Linked DNA regions of Mus musculus: regions 1, 2 and 3 are each linked to region 4. A link is a contact called in public Hi-C and promoter capture Hi-C data. All regions are on one chromosome and are shown on one strand. The core of a region is the stretch at or near the end of the contact, and the rest is flanking DNA. Distances in the headings are between cores, read along the strand shown. Region 1 overlaps Gm36405 (a long non-coding RNA gene). Region 2 has its middle 63 kb from the start of Ubl3. Region 3 overlaps Katnal1 (katanin p60 subunit A-like 1). Region 4 holds the start of Tex26 (testis expressed 26).

Region 1 (3,019 bases), core at 49-2,548, 640 kb after region 4:
GGGCAGGGCAGGGAGCAGCTCAGGGGTAAGTGGTGGATGAAGAGATCAGTGTGAAAGACAGAAGTCACCTTGGAAGTCATGCGGAAGTCAGAGGCACGTGGGTGAGGGCTCTGATGCTAAAGGACGATAAGATTCTAAAGCAGACAACAGAGGAGACACGGCGGACACGTGACTGAACATGAACATGTTATAAAAGGACATGCATTTGGGCTTCGTGATGGACGAGAATCGCTTTGGGCTCCAGTCTCTAATCACCTGTACTGTGGAGGGTGCCCTAATGTGGCATAGGGATGCCTGGTTCTAATCCCTCTGGCCACGCGCTTTGCTTGGAGAAGGCTCACTCACAGGAGCTGGAATTGGCCTACAGCTGAGTGGGGACAGTATAAGCCAGAGGACCTGACTCTGGCTGCATGCTTTGCCAGGTGGAGGGAAAGGTCACCTTCCGGAATGCTTGGGCTGACTGAGTAAGGTGCTGGGTGCCTTTGGGGGTCATGGGAGCAGGAAAATGCCCAGGGTTCCAGAACACAGAGTTTAGTCGTGGACTGTTCCGCTGTTTCTTTATCTGCCTGGACTGTGGCCCAGAGCCAGATGTGTGTTCACACAGAACCTGGTTATAGAATTTTCTCGTGGAAGAGATGTTCACAGTGTGGGAGCCACATACGCTCAAATTCTATGTGACGACTCCTGTAAACGGTCCATACCCCTTAGAGGGATGTAGACCTTGGGGAGGCTAGTGAACATCCCAGCCTTTTGGCTTTTTGCACCAAGGGTGAACATGTTATAAAAGGATATGCATTTGGGGGAGTTGGATTGGTTTGGTCTTTAAAACCCTTAGACTACTGTCTACCCTGGCCCGGGCTTGCCAGCTGCAGACCTGGCTCTGTCCTAGAATAGGTTGGGGTCAGATGGCATGGTTCATGCAGTTTCCTCCAGCCTGTAACTGGAAAGACCTTGGGGTGGGTGGGTGGGTGGGTGGAATCAGAAGCAAACCAAACAAGAGCAACAAATTACCTTCTCTTTTAATCGGGGCTTTTTGAAAACAAGAAAATGGAAAATGTTGGATCCTAATTTTTTTTTTTAAATAGCTAATAAAAATCTCCTGGCTAAGTCATTTGCATATGACTCACTCACGGGCTCCACTCTCCCAGCAAACCTTTAAAATCTACAGCCAGAGGCTCTGGTGGATCGGCTCCTCATAGTTCCTGAACACAGGCCACAGACTCTGGAGCCAGATGTTCCCTGAGCGTGTTCTGACGGTCCTGCCCATGGCCTAGCTTGTTACGGCTCATCAGTGCCAAACCTCCGAGAATGCCCCTCACCCGGCGAGCATCTTTTATGCAGCCTAGCTTCCTGCCCAAGCTGTGTTCATAAAGAGGACACTTCATTGTCCTTATGAATAGCTAGGGTGGGAAAAGCAGCTGGCTACAGAGAACCATGAGCAGTCACACACTGGCACTCATAGGCACGCACACACAGTGACCCAGGGCTCAGGGCAAAATCACCCCCAAAGAAATCGGCTACCAGTGTTAATTTACTGCAGGCAGGAGAACAGTTCTCCAGAGGGCCAGATAACGGTCTCCTGAAAAGTGGCTGAGGATGGGTATTTAGGGACTGTCTCGTTCATGCCAGGTACTGTTCCCACTGCCCCATTTGAGGAAGGAGAGGAGGCCAGTACCAATGTGTTGAGTGGGTAAAGCAAGGGGCAAGGCTGTGCATATTAAGGATGACTGGGAGTGGGGCCTTCGGTGCAATCTCTTGCTGCCTACTGCATTGATTTCTTCTTCTATCAGTAGAATAAGGAAACTGGAAGTCTCTGTCAGGTGTGATGATGCTCACCTGAAATGCTAGCACTTGGGAGTATGGGCAGGAGGATCTTAAGCAAAGGCTAGCCTGGACTACACAGTAAGACTGTTTCAACACCCACCTACCACAAATGAATAAACTCACAACAGAACACTGCCCTCGATGTCCTAGAGTTCTTACGGGAATTTGAAAGCACATTCTAATGACTCAGAAAAGTGCCTGGCTTGTATTATGCACACGGTACATCCCAGCTGTCTTTTCTCTCATTTTTGTTTTGGAAACAGGGTCATACTATGTAGCCCCGGCTGGCCAGGAACCTAGAACTGACTGTGTAGACCAGGCTTGGCCTTGAACTCAGAGATCTACCCAAGCTGTGTTCATAGACTCATAGACTGGCCTCTGCCCACCACAGCTGACCCCCAACCTGTGCTTCTGGGCTCTCCTCTAAATGGCTGTCATTGTACCTTGCCTAGGAGTGTACAGCATCTTATGCCCTGACCACACCACATGACCACTGGTCACCTGTTCATGCCATGATAGACACTCAGGTTCTACCTGTACCACCACACCCAAGTTACCTCTCATCTTAATGTTATTATATTCAATTTTTATAAAATCCATGAGATATTTGCTTATTTTATAAATCAAGAAGTTATTTCTTTGGGGGGTGTACTGGCTGGTTTTGTGTATCAATTTGACACAGGCTAGAGTTATCACAGAGAAAGCAGCCTCTCTTGAGGAAATGCCTCCATGAGATCCAGCTGTGGGGCACTTTCTCTATTAGTGATCAAAGGGGTAGGGCCCATTGTGGGTGGTGCCATCCCTGGGCTGGTAGTCTTGGGTTCTATAAGAAAGCAAGCTGAGTAAGTCAGGGGAAGCAAGCCAGTAAGTAACGTCCCTCCATGGCCTCTGCATCAGCTCCTGCTTCCTGACTTGCTTGAGTTCCAGTCCTGACATCCTTTGGTGGTGAATAGCAGTGTGGAAGTGTAAGATGAATAAACCGTTTCCTCCCCAATTTGCTTCTTGGTCGTGATGTTTGTGCAGGAAGAGAAACCCTGACTAAGACACTTGGTGAACTTGAGTAGCCCAGGGTCTCTTGTTTTGTTGCTTCCTGATGTCAACACTTGTGTTGAGATTATGGGGGGAGTCTCCCCCATTTGTGGGAAAGAACACAGAGCAGTGGATAGGGGTGGTGGAGGTCTTCTCCAGTGGATCA
Region 2 (3,274 bases), core at 464-2,963, 950 kb after region 4:
TACTGGTTTGTCTACCGAGCCCTTCTACCCACAGCGAAGGCCGACTGGTGACAGAGCAGAGAAAGAGTTGAGGGTAAGGTCCAAAGGCAGCGGCTGATCAGGCTCAGGGGACAGAGTATAGGCCACGATGGGCTCAGTAGAGACCCTGCCAGTCAGCGCCAAGGGACAGAGGCTCCTGAAGCCTCCAGGATGATGGATGGACTTGGTAAAATAATTCCGTCATTGCGTGAAATCAGGCCCCGCCCCTTTCTTCAAAAGACACAAAGATAGAGGCTTCCCAGACCTTCAGTCAAAGTTCCGTGGGAAGTTCACCAGTGGCCTCTCTCAGGATGCCTCCCACAACTGGGCCACATCTTGGCCCCCACTCTAAAGCTGAGAGATTTGTCCCAAATGTAAGAAAATTGGGCATGATTATGTTGATCCTATAATTTTACAAGCTTTTTTTTTCTGTAGCAAATTTCTCAGGAACTTATTTTTCATGGTATATCACATCTTTTTTTTTTTTTTTTTTTTTTCTAGTAGCCTAGGCAAGGTCAGCTTTCTAAAGAAAAAAGATTTACCATGTTCACAGTCCCACAGACTCAATGGCATGGTCCCTGACATTGGCTGGGCATCAGCCAATGACAGAAGTACAAAGGAAGGCGGGGAGGGAGGGGGGAGGGAGGGGGAAAGAAGAACAAATGATGCCCCCCTCTCACCTCTGAGGGTGCACATACCTGTAACACAACATAAACACGGGCAAATGCTTATACAAATAAAGTTTAAAGAGAAGTTATTTTTCATTTAGTTAATTTACTTTACCATGCGGGGCTTGACCCCTTGTATTTAGCTGTGTCCCTGAGCTTGCCGGCTTCCTACTTATTACTGGGATGCATTCGTTTAAGCAAATGGCGACCTTGACTGCACCTCGTCTTATATACATGAGCATCTCGAGTAGATTAGGGCATTCTGCACAGTACGAGAAGAACGCTGTCAAATTCAGGAGCTACTCCCTGGAAAGGAAACCACGGGCCACCACCCCTGCTGTCGCAGCTGAGTTTGTGCTGGTTCTCTGTCACACAGCCGTGGCTTTGCTAGGGCCCCATATAAAGAGCTTCCACGTGGGCACCTTCAATACAGAGATTGTTGCCTTTGGACACTGGAGGCAAGAAGTCTGCAGTGCTCGTTTCTTCTGAGAGCCGCTAAAGAGGCTCTGCACTGGGCTTTCCTCCAAGCCCTGAGGCTAGCTGGCAGACTCTCACAGACACATGGCGCTTGCTGCTCTCCCTTCACGGTCAAACTGCGTCTCCCTGCCTGTGTCCAAATCTCTTTTTATGACACCAGTCATACTGGGTTGGGATTTACTGTGAAGTCATAGTGACTAATTACACCTTCAGTGACCCTCTTTTCAAGTGAGGGCCCGTTGGAGGTACTGGGGGTTAAGATGTCAACATATCAGCCTAAGAGCATAGGACACACTTCAGTCCTTAACACCCACGGTATCAGTTTCTGTTACCGTAATAAAATACCCTGACCACAAGTAACTTAGAGATGAGAGCATCTCTTTTGGCTTAAGTTCCAGAGGACTAAAAGTCCATTATGGTAGAAGCATGAAGGAGCAAGGAGTCAAGAGATCACACCTCCACCGCAAGCAAACTCAAGAAGCAGAGAGAGAACTGGAGGCGGGCGGGGCTATGAAATTGCAAAGCGCACCCCCTTATAGTGACGCACTTCCTCCAGCAAGGCCACACCTCCCGAAGGTTCCATTCACCCTTCCCCACCCTTCAAATCTCCACCAACCAGGGAACTGAGCCTTTGGGGGGGGGGGGCATTTTTCACTCCAGCCAACACACCTACAGGCGTTTGCTAGATGCTGAGAGACAGCAGGAGGTGAGCAGTCCATTTGCTACTCCAGCTGGGGGAACCTGCGTCTGTGTGTACAGTGAGCAGGAAAGCAGACATGCGAGCGAGGTTTTACAGGAACACAAGGAGTGACTCTCAGGGAAATGGCACTTCAAGGCTGCATAAATAATCACAACCTTTACGTTGTGTCTAAGGGAGACTTGATTAAGACTCAGTTAAAACTCAGGTGCCTGGGGTGTAAAATTATGTGGTCAGAGAGAAAGGGGAAGTCTTACACACTGTTGGGGAGAATGTGGACCGCTGATGCTATCTCCAAGGAAATTAGTATGGGAGTTTTTCAAAAGGGCTAAAAATAGAACTATTATATGACCCAGCTCTAACACTCCTAGGCATTTATCCAAAGTACCCCATGCCAACACACTACAGAGACCCCTGCTGCCGCAGTCACAATTGCTAAGAGATGGAACCAGCCTAATGCCCATCATCTGGAGAATGGATCAAACAAACAAACAAACAAACAAACAACAACAACAACAAAAAACAACAACTGGGGGTTATTCATCTGTAAAGAGGAATAAAATCATGACATTTACAGGAAAGTGGGAGGGAACGGCAGATATATACGTATTGGATCTATGTATATGTAATTTACATATATACATACATATAATGGCTGGGGAGATAGAACAATTGATCCATTACCTGCCATGCAAGCACGAGGACCTGAGTTCAGTCTTTAACACCCATGTAGAAGCTGACTGTAGCCACACATGCCAGTAATGCCAGCACTTGGGAGGCAGAGACCGGAGAATCCCTAGTTGTATGTCAACTTGACTCAAGCTACAGACATCAGGGAGGAGGGAGCCTCAACTGAGAAAATGCCTCCAGAAGAGCCCACCGTAAGCAGATAAACCTGTAATGCATTTTCTTAATTAGTGGTTTGGTGGGGTACCATTCCTTGGGCTGGTGGTCCTCGGTTCTATAAGAAAGCAGGCTGAGCAAGCCATGAGGAGCAAGTCAGTAAGCAGCACCCCACCCCCACCCATGGCCTCTGCATCAGCTCCTGCCTCCAGGTCCCTTTACTGCTCTGATTTTCCTCAGTAATGGACTGTTAACTGGAAGTTTAGGCAAAATAAACCCTTTTCTCCTCAAGTTGCTTTTGGTTGCAGCAATAGGCCCTAATTAAGACATTCTCCAAGGAGCCAGGCTTGCCAAATTCATAAGCTTCGGGTTCAAGGAGAGACCCTATTTCAAAAACTAAGGTGGAAAAAAAAAAAAAAAGTTGGGCGTGGTGGCACATGCCTTTAATCCCAGCACTTGGGAGGCAGAGGCAGGAGGATTTCTGAGTTCAAGGCCAGCCTGGTCTACAAAGTGAGTTCCAGGACAGCCAGGGCTATATGAGAAACCCAAAAAAAAAAAAAAACCAAAAAAA
Region 3 (3,278 bases), core at 422-2,921, 540 kb after region 4:
CTATAGCTGTGGCTGAATTGCACGTATGTAGAGGTTGGCACTATTTTTTTTTTTAAATCCACATTGGATTTCTTTTCCCATTTATGATCTTGGTGTCTGAGAGATGTGCTCTTGGGTTATGGGGAGGTTTTGTCTCACCTGTGTGTTTCCCTCAGGGTGAGCACCTTTACTGGGATTCAGCCGAGCTCCGTGAGCATTCCTCAGCTCTTGATTTTAGAATTTGTATATTTTTGTTGAGCTTTTTCTCAGTTTCAAGGTTGTCAAGTTTCCAAGGGTTTGTGATCTCTGTTTAAATGTGGTGTTTTATAAATGGGAAGATTGAATGTGAAGTCTTAGCAACCATATTTCATTTATTCCTCCTAAACCTCATGAGCACTGAGGTCTCAGTCTTTTTGCTTCATTGCTGTATTCTGTGCCTAGAACAGAGCCTGGCACACTAAACCTGCTCATGACTATTGTGGGAAGAGTGTGCATATTGGTGAGCACAGAGCTTGCTGTGGATCTGTTGCTACAATCCTTGTATCCTGATTGGGCAGTGTAGGGCGCTGCACCCACGTCAGTAAGTGTGCTCTGCATTGTCTGCCTGCGTTACTTTGTGGGGCAGTAGGGCTCCGGTGGGCTGCAGGCTGGCGTCCTTGTCTAACGTTTCCTGTGTTTGTTTCTGCTGTGGGGTGGAAGCAGCCCCCATGTGCAGCAGTGTGCCCTGTGAACAAACTGGCTGCAAGCCCAGGCCCACAGCTAGAGTGCCTAGGCCGCTGTTGCCGCTTGGACGGGCGGCTGACTTGGTTTGCCAGTTTCCTCGCTTCTTGAATGTGCTGATATGTGCTAGGTTCCCAGGGCACCAACACCGTGAGCATTGTGGATGTCAGCTGCTAGACTGACCTGACAGTGGGAGACAAACAGAGGCATGAAAAAGATTATACAGAATTAGCAGTTTACAGAAGAGATATTGGAGCTGGAGAGATGGCTCAATGGTTAAGAGCACTTGTTGCTCTCCTAGAGGACCTGAGTTTGGTCAGGTAATTCACAATCCTGTGACTCCTGCTCCAGGAGGATCTCATGTCCCTGGCTTACACACACACACACACACACACACACACACACACACACACACACAGACACATTTAAAAACAAAAACAATTAAATATGTATAATTGATATATTGAGGCTGAGAATGTAGTTCTTTGATAAGAGTGCTTACCCAACCATGGATGTAATTAATCTTGACACCAAGAAAAAGAGGAAGGAAGGGAGGGAGGGAGGGAGGCAGGGAAGGGAGGAAAGAAAGAAATGATACGTCTAAGAAATTTTGCATTTGTTTTTATCTACTGAGTCCAGGCAGCAGAGGGTAAGTTGGACATGGGAGAAGCAACAGCTTTATAGAAAGAGCCACAGGCCGTCTACAGCTCGGAGATGTTCGGGTGACTGTATGTAGTTCACTGCCTGACTAGAAAGGCAGTATCTTTGTCAAACAGGACACGCTGTCAGAAAAATCCTATGTTGATCTGAAACCCGCCTCTTCTGTTGCTTCCTATCGGCCTCCGCAGTAACAGCAGCCAAGGGTGGTGGTTCCAGTAGTAGCTCATTGGCTTTCGTGGCCCACATTTCCCGGAATCCTCCTCCACGTGGTGTGATGTGCGAGCCATTTCTCAGCTGGTCATTGAACAATGTGTCTGTAAAATGCACGGCACAGAGCAGTAGCTGTCTGTGTCTTAATCACTCAGTCCCACAGTGAGAGGAGCTGCAAAGGAAGATGCGCATGCTATTTGCATTTGGGGACAGGCTGTGTCAGTCACTGACTGCAAGCTATAAATATTTGCTTTGTCACTTAGAGCCTCATTTTCTTCACATAGAATAAGAGGCACGACTCACAAAAGATCCTTACGGAAGTTGTCTTGATTTGAATAATTTAGAAATTAGTACAAAGAAGCTAACTATTTTGCTTTAGGGAAAAGAAAAGTGTCTATCAGCCTTCACACTGTCAAATGGTTGCTAATTCTGACCTTAGTGCTTCGTGCGCAAATCTAAGGAAAGAGTTCTGAGGTCACTCTGTGATGTTCCAGTCTAGTGTTCTGTAGAAGACCCCATGTCCCAGATGTCAGCTTCATTGCTTGAAAGCTGTCTGTTTATTAAAGTAGTGCAGCTAATGGACTACTTCTGCTCAGGCACACGGCGTATGTATCAGCTCTCCCCGCCCTATTTTATGTTTGTGATAATGACACTACTCGCCCACTTTCACGGTGATTCTGCTGTAGCCTCAGAGTTCTCCCTTCACCATCTTGCTTTGACTGGCCAGGTCGTTCAGAGGCTCGCACCGACTTCTCTGTGCAGGAAAGGGTTTTACTTGTTAGATTCCTCCTCCTTCCCATCATCCTTTCCAGCAGTAGCCACCAGGGTTGTCTGAAGTGCAGGTCAGATCGGATGCTGCCCGTTTCTCCATCCTGTCCTCAGTCACGTCAACAGCTCGGCTTTCCCACGGGGGGCTGGATAGGTGCTTAGAGAGGGCCACAGTGCATCCTCACCCTGCCTGGAAACCGTGCTAGCAATCCGATGAGCTGTCTGATACCTGCTCACATCTGCCTTTGGACAGTCCCACGATTCCCATTTCTTTGAGTCAGAGATGGGGCTTTTCCTTCCTCTTGGTGTGTATCGAGCCAGCCTCGCCTCCCTGTTCTGAGGGCATTTGTGTGAAAGTGAGATTTGAACTTCACTTTCCATGTGGCAAATCTGAAATCACAAAGTCGGCCCCTGTTGATGCTCTCACTACCTCGTTTCGAGCATACTGGAGAATGGTCATAGTGTTCCCAGGGTTTGACTTGCGAGTGACTCATAGCCATGGCCTAGCCACGTCGTAAAATGTGATCCGAGACAGAACTTGTTTTAAGTTGGTTGGTATTGTTTGTTGTGTTGTTATGCTAGGAGCTTGTTTTAATAGAGTCAGTTTTAATACCTGCCACTTTTGCTACAAGGATATTACTAAGCACTTGACCTAGCCCTAGCACTAGTCTGCCCAAGTGAGCAGGTCCTCAAGATGAGGTCACCAACACACTGTTTGGCCATTTGCTCGGAGGCTCAGATGATCAGGACATTTGCCACAGGAGCCATTTGGTTCTCTTCTGGTACTGACTGCTTCTTTGTTTACCTCAGAAGTGAAACTGGAGAAGTCTATCATGGTCTGTTGTCTCCTCACTGGACCCCTTGCCCTTCATTTTTCTATCAGACAGAAAGGGGCTGATGCTCTTGAAGGGGTGTGGCTCTACACATTAAAGCTGATCTTG
Region 4 (3,433 bases), core at 494-2,993:
TGTCTCCCGAGTGCTGGTACTAAAGGCATGAGCCACCGCGCCCGGCTATAACTTAATGTTTTAAGCCAGGACTCTGTGCTTTTGTATAGCAGCTGTGACAAGAGGACAATAGCCCAGGATTGCTCACTTATGCTCAGGAGTGACTCAACAGCAGGCATCAGCTGTCTCTTCTTTGGGGACAAAGATTAGAGATGACATATCTCACACTCTTCTTGGGAGGGTGACTTTAGCAGCAATGGAAGATGGGATTGTGGCTGTGACAGACCCAAGGCTGAAGGGGCAGATGACCCAGCAGGTGAGGGCTGAACAAAAGAGATCTGTAACCAATCAAGGGCTCCTTCTCTAACAGCCTGGGCCCTCTTCATTGTACTCTCAACTTCTGGAAGGTTCCAAGGAGGACAGGAAGGTGATTTTTGTCCACACTGAGGCACAGGGGCCTCTGGGCCATGCATGGAAACTGCCTGATCAAGAGCGGGATAGTTCAGTCTGAACATTTGGCATTGGGTACTGAGTGTAGACAGTAGAGTCCCTGGCAGTTTGTGCAGCACCGGAAGTCCTGGGGTACGTGATCAATTCCGTAAGAGGAGGAATCCTAACTCTTATCTGTTCCAGACAAGGAAGGAGACTACTGGCCTAGGAAAATACCTGACAGACAGAGTGTTTAGAAAAAGGGAAATGGAAATTAAGGAGTGCCCTTGGGGATCCTGGGAGCTTTTCCCTCCTCCATCTCCTGACCTCGCCGTCCTATAGAATCTGAAAACATTTAACATTTTTTTTAACTGAATACGCTCCTTCCCGCCCTCCCCCCTCACACACACACTCCAGCTTTCCACTCTTCGTTTACAGAGAACTAGATTGGAATGTAAACACCCACTTCATTGTTCTCTTAGGAGCATCATTCTAAAGAATCCTCACAGCCCCTTAGCCAGCTCGGCTAGACGGCTGCAGCCGGCCATTATTGCTCCGAAGGGATGGATACGCTGACTGTGCACTCAGTAATAATGCTACTCGAGTCGCAACTAACAGCCAGGGGAGGTGATGTCTCTTCACCAACGCAAAACGCTGAGCTGGTAAACCCGCTGCCGCCGCCGCAAGCAGAACCACAGAGCAAGGCTCTCCATCTGTCACCTGGCAGAGCGCCTTTGAAAAGGGCTCAGCTCCCAGCCCAGTCTGCAGACAGAGCAGCCCTGGCCGGCTGATCCCGCCCCTCCCCTCCCTCCCGCCCCACTGAATTTGCTGTTTGCGACTTAAAGAACCAGCCAGACTCCTTCTCTCCCTCCATTACGTCCCCAGTTCTGTTCATTTGTCTTCGGCTCTGTTGTCCTTGGAAGGACACTAGCTGTGGCTTTATCATGTCTCCTCAGGGGTTTCCTTAAGTATTTAAAGGGACACCCCAGAGTTTTAGAGAGGGGAGTATAAAGGGCTGGACAGGAGTGTGATTTTGGACAGCTGATCTTTCTCCCTGACTCACTTGCGCCTCCCTGCCATCTCTAAAAGCGAGGCAAACCTCTCACGATTGATGCCCTTGGGGAAAAAAAAACTGCCTTATTTAAAACAACTCCACCGCACACACAGCACACCACGCCCCGCAGACCCGCAGCGTGGGCAGTCTTACTTGACTGGAGCTTGGGGTCACATTGAGCAGGGCACGAAACCTTGTTCCTATACCGGGCCATCTTGTCCCAAAAGGTCGCCTTCCCGCCCTGACAAGGCAGTAGTACTCCGCTCTGCGCCCCACCCTCTGCGCGTGCCTTTGTGAAGCGTCGCTATGGAGACGCCTCAGTCTCCGCCCCTGGACCCAGAGGGTGAGCGCATCACGCTGATTCCTGACTTTCATGGAGTGCCCTAATCCAATAGTTCTCAACCTATGGACTACGACTCCTTGGGGGTGGGGGGTGTCGAACGAACTTTTCACAGGGGTCACCTAAGACCATCAGGAAACACAGATGTTACCATTATACATTACAATTCATAACCGTAGCAACATTACAGTTATGAAGTAGCCACCAAACAATTTGTAGTTGGGGGGGGGGTCACCACCACATGAGGAACTATATTAAAGGGTCGCAGCATTAGGAAGGTGGAGAGACACTGCTCTGGTCCTTGCAATACTATGCCATTGTTTTATGTATTGGCAAATACGAGCAAACTGGAAAAGGCTGGAAAAAAAAAGTTTATTTTAGCCTGGTATACTGGTGCTCACCGGTGATCCGAGAACTCAGGAGGCTAAGGCAGGAGCCCAACCCTGGAAAGAGATGCCTTGTCTCAAAATATTAAATACCCCGAATATTAAAAACCCAGAAGCAGACAGACAGACGCCCAACCGCAAATTTGTGTCCATTCATAATTTTCAATGTAAGCAAAATTGGGCAAGGTTGGCATGGAAATCTGTAGGACACAGCGACTACACTCAAGGATGAGAAAGATGTGGTATAAGGGAAAGGTAAAAGTTTCGGCATCAGGTCTGTGTGAGGTCAACCCAGAGCATCCTAAGCTAGTGTCTAGTTACTTCAGGGAAACATTGGGCACAGGCTAATTACGGAGAGTCCAGAGGGATAATGGATGCAGCAGGGTCATCCTCCACTACATAGTTTGTCCAGGGGCAGCCTGGGTTACACCAGACCTTATTTTTAATAAATACAAAAAATCCCAAACTATATTCCTAGTACCAATCATAGGATGCCACTTTGTTACTGTACACTGGCCGGCTGATCCTACCCACTTATACATGTTAGAGTGTGGCTTTTAATTTTTTTCCACTTGTGATCACACTGTGCCTGAGAAATTTTTATGCCAGCTAGAGTATATAAGGTATATAAGACAAATACACAGGTCACATGTTTATTGATAATGAACCATGAGGAGCTTTATTTTAAAAAGCAATTCATTGCTGTGCATACAATTTTACCATCTATGAAAGATATGAAGCAAATTTGCATATTAATGAGACGTCATATTATTGAGGTTGCATATTAATGAGATGACCTGTTTATCTTACATAAATAATTAAATCTCGGCTGAATAGGAGATGCTGAATATGAGACCATCTTCGGGGCTTTTCAGAATCCATCAATATTTTGGTTCCTATAATCACCAGTACTTGGAAGACCATTTTGGATAAATGCCTGGCACAAAAGGTCAGAAATGTGCTTAGGACCACTTCAAAAAACACTTGGAAGTTCTGCCCTGATCCCAAGCCAAAACTCACTTAAAATGTTTTTATAAAATTCAGGACAGCAAATCAAATAGCAATTAAAAAAAAAAAAAGAAAGAAAGGAGCATTCCTAAGTGAGACTCAAAGGGAAATGGGAAGGACTGCATCAAGGATCCCAGTTCTTTAGTGGGGATGTGGACAGCGTGTGTCAAAATGTCCACCATAGCTTTCTTCCGGGATACCATGACCTAGTCTTGTCTCTGTGGTCTAGCTGAATAC

What was found. Promoter capture Hi-C pulls out the DNA fragments that hold promoters and counts their contacts. A called contact is a pair of places that touch in the nucleus more often than the background predicts.
Region 1: a Hi-C map of cerebral cortex shows a contact between it and region 4, with 1.9 times the contacts expected there. The contact joins the enhancer-like site here to the promoter of Tex26 in region 4. A contact is called at or near these places in 5 of 39 promoter capture datasets (hematopoietic stem and progenitor cells, hippocampal neurons, liver and 2 more), 1 of 15 datasets of contacts at CTCF or cohesin (large pre-B cells), 3 of 484 Hi-C or Micro-C datasets (cerebral cortex, cortical neurons and embryonic fibroblasts), 7 of 115 datasets of contacts at active chromatin or transcription factors (craniofacial prominence, differentiating embryonic stem cells, embryonic midbrain and 4 more) and 1 of 9 other capture datasets (embryonic stem cells).
Region 2: a contact with region 4 is called in a promoter capture Hi-C map of hippocampal neurons, with 2.7 times the contacts expected there. The contact joins the enhancer-like site here to the promoter of Tex26 in region 4. A contact is called at or near these places in 2 of 39 promoter capture datasets (hippocampal neurons and liver) and 1 of 15 datasets of contacts at CTCF or cohesin (large pre-B cells).
Region 3: a Hi-C map of the G1E-ER4 cell line shows a contact between it and region 4, with 1.9 times the contacts expected there. The contact joins the enhancer-like site here to the promoter of Tex26 in region 4. A contact is called at or near these places in 2 of 39 promoter capture datasets (hippocampal neurons and second pharyngeal arch cranial neural crest), 2 of 484 Hi-C or Micro-C datasets (the G1E-ER4 cell line and cortical neurons), 1 of 115 datasets of contacts at active chromatin or transcription factors (neural tube) and 1 of 9 other capture datasets (embryonic stem cells).

Annotation. Positions count from the first base shown.
Region 1 is chr5:148,801,085-148,804,103 of GRCm38.p6, reverse strand. The region is part of intron 1 of Gm36405 (a long non-coding RNA gene); the gene reads left to right. Among named protein-coding and RNA genes, the nearest start is that of Gm36405, 6.7 kb to the left of the region's middle. Within about 2 kb of position 1,298, at least 26 of the 459 cell types and tissues checked have an H3K27ac peak or open chromatin away from gene starts, as enhancers often do. A contact at or near this core is called in cerebral cortex, where this site is marked.
Region 2 is chr5:148,487,955-148,491,228 of GRCm38.p6, reverse strand. No RefSeq gene overlaps it. Among named protein-coding and RNA genes, the nearest start is that of Ubl3, 63 kb to the left of the region's middle. Within about 2 kb of position 1,713, at least 183 of the 459 cell types and tissues checked have an H3K27ac peak or open chromatin away from gene starts, as enhancers often do. A contact at or near this core is called in hippocampal neurons, where this site is marked.
Region 3 is chr5:148,895,619-148,898,896 of GRCm38.p6, reverse strand. The region is part of intron 4 of Katnal1 (katanin p60 subunit A-like 1); the gene reads left to right. Among named protein-coding and RNA genes, the nearest start is that of Katnal1, 31 kb to the left of the region's middle. Within about 2 kb of position 1,671, at least 112 of the 459 cell types and tissues checked have an H3K27ac peak or open chromatin away from gene starts, as enhancers often do. A contact at or near this core is called in the G1E-ER4 cell line, cortical neurons and hippocampal neurons, where this site is marked.
Region 4 is chr5:149,437,970-149,441,402 of GRCm38.p6, reverse strand. It overlaps Tex26 (testis expressed 26), which reads right to left and starts at 1,743. Exons shown (of 7, transcript NM_029464.2): 1 at 1,616-1,743. The coding sequence starts at 1,676.